Regions from separate parts of the Oryza sativa genome. Here region 2 is linked to region 1. The links are chromatin contacts, called in public HiCAR-type maps. All regions are on one chromosome and are shown on one strand. Each heading gives the region's core, a stretch centred on a gene start, on an enhancer-like site or on the middle of the called end of the contact. The rest is flanking DNA. Distances are from core to core; before and after follow the strand shown. Region 1 holds the start of LOC4346996. Region 2 holds the start of LOC9271360 (cysteine-rich receptor-like protein kinase 43).

The links. HiCAR-type assays count read pairs that join an accessible place to other places.
Region 2: a HiCAR-type map of leaf shows a contact between it and region 1, with 3 times the contacts expected there. The contact joins the promoter of LOC9271360 here to the promoter of LOC4346996 in region 1. A contact is called at or near these places in 1 of 15 Hi-C or Micro-C datasets (seedling) and 1 of 4 datasets of contacts at active chromatin or transcription factors (leaf).

The regions. Positions count from the first base shown.
Region 1 is chr9:18,387,767-18,391,598 of ASM3414082v1, forward strand. It overlaps LOC4346996, which reads left to right and starts at 1,837. Exons shown (of 1, transcript XM_015755436.3): 1 at 1,837-2,407. The coding sequence starts at 1,906. The coding sequence ends at 2,202.
Region 2 is chr9:18,839,094-18,842,925 of ASM3414082v1, forward strand. LOC9271360 (cysteine-rich receptor-like protein kinase 43) reads left to right here and starts at 1,826. Exons shown (of 3, transcript XM_015795683.3): 1 at 1,826-2,641. The coding sequence starts at 2,167.

The DNA.
Region 1 (3,832 bases), core at 587-3,086:
ACCGCAACAGGAGTAGTACCCGTTGTATAGATGGCCATAAGGCCCGACGGCCCAGCCCATGGAAAGGCCCAAGCATGGCACATCATGATTGGTGTTTAGCCCGTGCTGGCCCGGCCTTGACAATTGGGCTGATGCCTTGGCACGGTGGGCCGGTCCAGCACGGCACGGTCCAATGAACACAGAAGAAAATAGTTGAGGGATCCAAATAAACTTAAATTCAGTCATATAATGCACAACCCAAAGAGGCGAAATGCAAAATAGACTTATTCAACCATATAATACACGAGCCAAAAGATGTGGGAGGAAAAAAATAGACGTATTCTTGGCGAAGCACGATAGGATATCGTGCCTTTAGGGCGGCCCAACATGGACCGAGTCTTATTGGATTGGTGCAGCCCGTGCGCGTGCATGGTATAGCCTAACATGTAGGTCGGGGTGTGCCAGACTGACTGATCTCAGTCTGGGCCCGGTAGTGTCCGGGCTGGGCTGCCCATTTGGTCATCTCATAGTTTGCAGCCTACTTGCACAGTGCAGATTTACTTTGCATTTGCCGCTTTGCGGATGCATGTTATGTGTACATGTGTGTGTTTATGTGAGTTTATCTATCCTCGTTCCGTGAAACAAATGTGTGGTTGTGGTGCCTTCTAGCATGTCAACAAAGTAGGGGTCGGGTTTGGAAGCGTTATCCGATTCACTGTTTACGTTTCGTCAGAGATATCTGAACACGTTGTCTGCGTGGTAATCTACTGTTCTAATTCCGTGTTCTTTCTTGTTGGTTCACGGCACACCACTACACCAGCAGACCAGCTTAGCTAGTAGTCCTCGAGAAGCTGGGAAGCTTGTCAGCCTTGGACTTGGGTCGTCGACTCGTCGTCGTTCCCTACATTTAGACGGCACGTACGTGTTCTTCTACGATTGGATGATATCTTGCGATGAGCATAGGCCTATTTATTTTTCTACCCTACCAAACCAATTAATTAAATTTTGGCACTACCAATTTTTTTTAGGGCAAAGTTAGCTGGTCTATGTTTGGTTTAATACCAATATAAAGCCAAAATTTAGTATGAGAGTGAAGAAGATTCTAGAATGTAGCCAAATTAAACGTGGTCACTACCAATTGTTTGGCTTCAATCCTAACTAGCACGTTTACTACTAAAGTTCCAAAATTTTAGTAGGGCCATGTTTTGGCTTTAATCCAAAACGGCCCTACATCAACACCTTCTCGTTGCATTAGAACGAAGAACATCACCAATCCAAACCATTTATCCCCCAGTCATTTTGAATGGTTTTTTTTTGAATGGAATATCCCCACGATCATCATAAAAAGAAAAAAATTAATCCCAAAAAACCTGTATATTTTGAATGCTCAAGAACCATACGCGTACGTATGCAAAGAGCATGGTCAGACAACCGAGAAAAGCAGCCACGGAAATGAAGTGCACAAATATCTCGTGCAATTAATTCACGACGTGGAAAATACTCGAGGCAAAGAAGAAAAAAAAGGGGGAGATGATCAGATGCATATCTCTCGCAATTAATTCACGATGTTGAAAATATATTTCATTGAAAAAAAAACGCGGAGATTTGTCCTTGGTCCAGATGGATAGCCAAAGCCAACCGTGGCGTCCTCTTTCCCCACTCCCCCAACCGCCAAAACGACTGCTGGGAAACCGCCCCACGTTTCCTCCCTCTCGCGCCATCGCCGTCGCTTTCCCGCCAAAAATCACCTCACAAGCAAGCGAACCCTGACCATCTCTCTCCAGTCCCCCCCCCCCCCCCCTGATCTTCTTCTTCATCTCTCTCTCTATATATATCAAGTTTCTCCTGTGGCTAAACAACAACAAGAACACCTGTGTCATCACAACAATTGAGCAGCAGCAGCAGAAGCAATTGAGATTTAATTCCATGGCGATTTCGAGGTCAGCTCCAATGGAGGAGAGGGATCAGCTGCAGGGAGCAAGAAGATCAGCGGTCGGGGATTATCTGGAGCAGCAGCAGCAGCAGGATGGAGTGTACCTGATCCACAGCCAGGTGATGAGGATCAAGAAGGAGGAGGAGGAGGCCAGGGAGCTCCTCCTCAAGCTGCAGCTGCTGGAGACGCGGCCGGCCGGCGGCGGCCGCTGCCCGGCGACGACGCTCCGGGCATCCCGGTCGCTCTCCCCGCTCCGCCGCGCCGGCGGCGCCATCCCGGTCGGGGAGTGATCGATCGATGATGATCTTTTTTTTTTTTGTGAGATCGGAGAGTTAGTACCTGATGCCTGTCCATGCTGACATGCTGTTTACTGTGATGTCTATCTGCATGGTTCAGAGCTTTAGCTGTTGGTTGTAGCACACCAGATGTACATGTTATTCCCCTCTCTTGTTTGTGTTGTAAAATATCAGTGATCGAGTTTACTTACCTTGCTTATATCTTAGCAAAACAATCCTTGGATGTTTTCGTGCGGTGGTTCTTGATTTGATCATTCTCCGGCCCTCCTCTCTTCAGCAACTCTGTTCAGATTGTTCATGAATTAGTTCAGACTTCAGACTGCAAGGTATCATTATGCCATCATAGTCTACAGTCTACTAGCTCATCAATAGTTAATAGTCATAGAAAAACAAAATATTAATGAAACTTGGGGAAAAAAGGGTCATACGGAATGAGGTTGCAAACATTGACAAGGAACTAGGAAGCAATTAGTCATTTGGTGCTGAACCTGAGAGGTTAATTACGTGTACCTTTGACATGGTTGAAGAGCTAGAAGATATGAGACTGTTTGAGTTTGACCAGTCGTTTCTCCACCTGGAGTTGCTGACACGGCAGTCGACCGGGAGGAAGAAGGATCCATCGGCTTCGCGTCGCCTGACCTCCACGTCGCGGCGAGCAAAAAGCTAGCCGACCTGCCCTGGCTGTCAACATCCACAAGATAATTGAGCCGCTTGGATTTGGATGCTGTGTTGGAAAGACAATTCATGAGAAGAAAGTTCTAGAATTAATGACAGTGATGGTTTCCGAGACCATGGCTGAGACACGTGGCGCCGGCCGGAGGCGATCTTGAGGACGACGATGCCGAAACCGTAGACGTCAAAGTGCACACCTGCCGGACACCACCCGGCGTCGGCAGCAACTGGAGCACCGCCGTAACGGGGGTGGTCCGGCCGCGGGCCCCTTCGCGAATCCGCCACCCTCGGTTCTTGGGGATCATCTTCAATTACGCGCGCGGCGGGATCTTGTCCCGCCCCGGCATTTCGTCGAACAACTTGCGTGCGAGGCGAGAGGAGACTGATGCCGAGCAGATTGCTCCGTAGGTGGACGGGGAGGCAAGCTTCGGGCCTCTGGACGCGCGTGGAAGCAGCGGAGAGGGGAACATACGTAGTCGGGCGCCGGGCAGGACGCGGAGCTCCGGCGACTTAGAGTGGAGCACGGCGCCGTCTGGTCAGCGGCGCAGCGGTCAGGCGATCCACTCCTGACCAAACTCCAGCCCAATTCAGGAACAAACTCCAGCGGGCCCATATGGCATTTGGGGCTAAGTCTACTTTGCCTCACTCAACTCATGCCCGTGAATGAATCACATCCCTTAGACCGCAAAATCGGGTATAACGTGTCCCCCTACTCCCAAAACCGTTGCAAATTGACTCTCTAGGGGGTTTCGTAGGAGGTTTTATTCTACGTGGCATCTTTGACCCCGTTGATTAGCTTAGTCAGCTCGTGGCTGACGGTGGGCCCTACCTTTTTTTTTATTTTTTATCTTTATCATTGACATGTGGGCCCCACAAGCTAGCTCAGCTAGTCAATGGGGTCAAAGATGCAACGCGGGACAAAACCGTCTCTGAAACCATTTGGAGAGTTAAT
Region 2 (3,832 bases), core at 576-3,075, 450 kb after region 1:
TCTTCTTATCTCTCTATCTCTCACTTATACATTTAATGCATTTGTCTTGGAGCTTGTGATAAGCTAGTTCTTGTATGAGAGCCAACATCCTTAATTTTTCACTACCTCTCTTCTCCACCTAAGCTTATAGTAGCCTTATAGCTTATCATTATTATACTTGCTCTAATGGACTATATTGTTTTGCATGTTCGGAGGAAAAGTTCGCAACTCCCCTTTACCGAACACAGCTGCTATGTTCGGTTTCTTGAGTTGGGAACTTACACTCCATGCACGCAAAACAGCGCAACTCATTAGCGCATGATTAATTTAGTATTAGTTATTTTTTTGAAAATTTGATTAATATGAATTCGTATAGAAAATTTTTGTCGTTTAATTAGTTTGAAAAGCGTGCGTGTGAAAAACGAGAGAGATGAGTTGGGAAAGTGAAGAACCAAACTCAGCCTTGCATTGCTAATTAGGAATATCTATTGATGTAGAATAGAGAGAAGAAAAGAGACAAATAGTTAACAACTCAAATAATACCCTTAGCCTTTATAAAATAAAAACTTTGCTCCATTAGGTGAAGAAAGAATTGTAATAAAACTATTTTTATTTCTAGTTAAATTTTTTTTAATCTATTAGAAGAATATGTATATAGTCTTTAAATAAACACGTATCGTCTAACTTCGAACATGCCATAAAAATACAATAAATCTTCTATGGTACAAGTTGTACTATATACAAAATACTCTCCCTCCATTTCATATTAAAAATATTTTTTTCTTAGTCAAAATTTTTTAAGTTTGATGAAGTCTATATAAAAATATAACAATTTTTTAACACAAAACAAACAAACTATCAAAATATATTCACTGTTATATTTAATGAAATTAATTTAATATTGTAGATGTTGCTAACTTGATCAAACTAAAAAAAAGTTTTAAAAAAAATCAAAACGACTTATAACGGAACGGATGTAGTAGTAGATTGTATTGCAAAAAAGAAAAAAAATTCGCCCCCACCGTTCCATATCATAAGTCTCATTGACTTTTTTAAATCAAACATTTTAAAAATTTGATCAAGTTTATAGAAAATACAACAACATTTATAATATCTATTTTGATAGTTCCTACAAATTTGATTAAAACTAGACAAGTTTGTTTTAGAAAAATATCTAAACGACGTATGCCGGAGTGTAGTGGAACCCCCTACTCCACCCTCCCTTGCGATAAGAGTTTTTTTTTCTTTCTTAGTAGCTTATCTTCTATGTATATGTAATCAAACTCTGCTCTCTTCTTCTATTATATTGCCGTGTAATTCTTTTTACGTGTCCGTAAAAGAAAATAAACAACTTATGCCCTGTTACTTCTCATGCAAAAAAACTTTCACCCTGTCATATCGAAAGTTTGGACACATGCATGGAGTATTAAATATAGAAAAAAACTAATTACATAGATTGTGTGTAAATTGCGAGACGAATCTTTTAAGCCTAATTGATCCATGATTTGATAATGTGGTGGTACAGTAAAAATTTGCTAATGACGGATTAATTAGGTTTAATAAATTCGTATCGCAGTTTCTAGGCGGAATCTGTAATTTGTTTTGTTATCAATCTATGTTTAATACTTTAAATGTGTGTCCGTATATCCGATGTGACACACCAAAACTTTTCGTCTCACGAACTCCGGCCGAGTTATGAAATTAATTTTTCCATTCGTGTCCGAAAACCCCTTTCGACATTCGGTCAAATATCTGACGTGACACTCAAATTTTTTTTTCGCGAACTGAACACACCCTAAACTGAGCCTTTATCCTGCTAAGCTCTCCCGGGTTGGAGTCTTCTTCCATTTGCTTTCGAGTCGTCTTCAACCCCTCCACCCCCGACCTGTTCCAGCCGCATACACGCCGGTGTGCCCATTTTGTCAACGCGCAGTCTCCCTGACTTTCTCTCCTCCCCGGCGCTGCGCTTCGCCGTGGAGTGCCGTGAGCCCGTGATGCCACGCGACGCGCCCCCCAGCCGACGCCGACGGCGACATCTCTGAAACATTTCTCCTCGACCACGGCAACCCAAAACCCCACCCCACCCACCAATCCCCAACCCAACCAAACACCACCACCGCCGCCGCGCCCGCGCCAGCAGCAGCAGCAAGTAGAGCCACGGCGGGGGAGGCAGGGGGGCAGCAGGGCATGAAGCCCCGCGAGCTCCTGGAGCGCATCGCACGGCCGTTCAGCTCGTCGTCCTCCCGCCGCGGCGGGGGCGCGGAGCGGCGGCGGCGGGAGGAGGAGGAGGCGGACCTGGAGGCGATCGCGGCGAGGGAGCAGCGCGCGTTCCGGTACGAGGCCCTGAGCGCCGCGACGCGGGGGTTCTCCGAGCGGCAGAAGCTCGGGCAGGGCGGGTTCGGCCCCGTCTACCGCGGCCGCCTCGCCGACGGCCGGGAGGTCGCCGTCAAGCGCCTCGGCGCCGGGTCCCGCCAGGGCGCCCGCGAGTTCCGCAACGAGGCCACCCTCCTCTCCCGCGTCCAGCACCGCAACGTCGTCAACCTCATCGGCTACTGCGCCCACGGCCCCGACGACAAGCTCCTCGTCTACGAGTACGTCCCCAACGAGAGCCTCGACAAGATCCTCTTCTCCTCCCCTCCGCCGCCGCCCCGAAACTTCCACTGTGAGTACTCCAATTTCTTCTTCCTTCGCCATTGCCTTCCGCAAAATTTTCACCGCGTGAACGGAACCAGTTTAATCATCCGATGGACGCGTCGTTTTTTTTTTTTTTTTGGGGATCGGATTATCAGTTCAATGCTTGGAAAAGTCGCGTGCACTGTTTCTTGTTGCTAGGACAGCTCATTGCTTGCGTCAGCGGGTGGTCATCACCGATGCATCGATCTATCTATCTAACAAATTAAAATACGGCTGCTACTAGATGCTTTGCTGTTGCTGACAAAGCTCTTCTCTTAACAATTACTACTAGCTCACTGCATTTGCACACTGTGGCACAATTATAGTTTTGAGTTGCATACTTGCATTATCTGGAGTCTTAGAGATAAAATCGGATTAATCAGGCATGGAAAATTTGAGGCAGATTTGTTACTACAAGATAGGGCATATGTTCATTTGTTCGTTCTTGAAAAAATTGTGTCTTGCATTTCCCAACTGTTTGTTTTCCCTGTTTATGAGATAGTAGTAGCTTCCATAGGAACCTGGAAAAACTCTTCCATTCATTCAAAACTAGTATGCTTAACTGTTCTTGTACGTTTCAAGATTCCTCCCAAATTCTCTTAAATGAAATTCCTCCCAAATTAAAATTGGAAGCATCTCTCTGGATATTAGTGGTTGTTTGGCTTACCAAAAAGAAAAATAGAAACTCAAGGAACCATCAACCCATTTGGTTTGTTGAATAAAACCCAGCATTCCCAGCAAACCACCATTTGGTTACAAGGAATGGGACTGTGATAGAAAAATGAGTGAAGGTTTAGGATGGAATGAGATGAGAAGAATTGTATGGTTAGGATAAAAACTATCCTTTGATGGGTAATATATTCTTTTTCCAAGCCCATTTGCCAAACGCCTCCCAAAGTTTTTGTTAGGCAAAGCCAACTAAAGCTCACACACTTCCAAAATCTTAACAACAACAAAAGCATAGTTTATGAAAATTTGGGGATAACTTGCATTATTACATTAGTAATAAACCAAATAGGCCACGGATAGCTTGGTGCATTAGACATTCAATAACTATGGCACAGTGATGGTTGTGGATGACCAGAGTCGTTGACAAGTACAGCGACGCGTCGTCTCCACATCGCTACCCTGTTGGGATTTTGGAAGAAGACGCAGCAGTCACAGAAGCCGTGTCGTACTA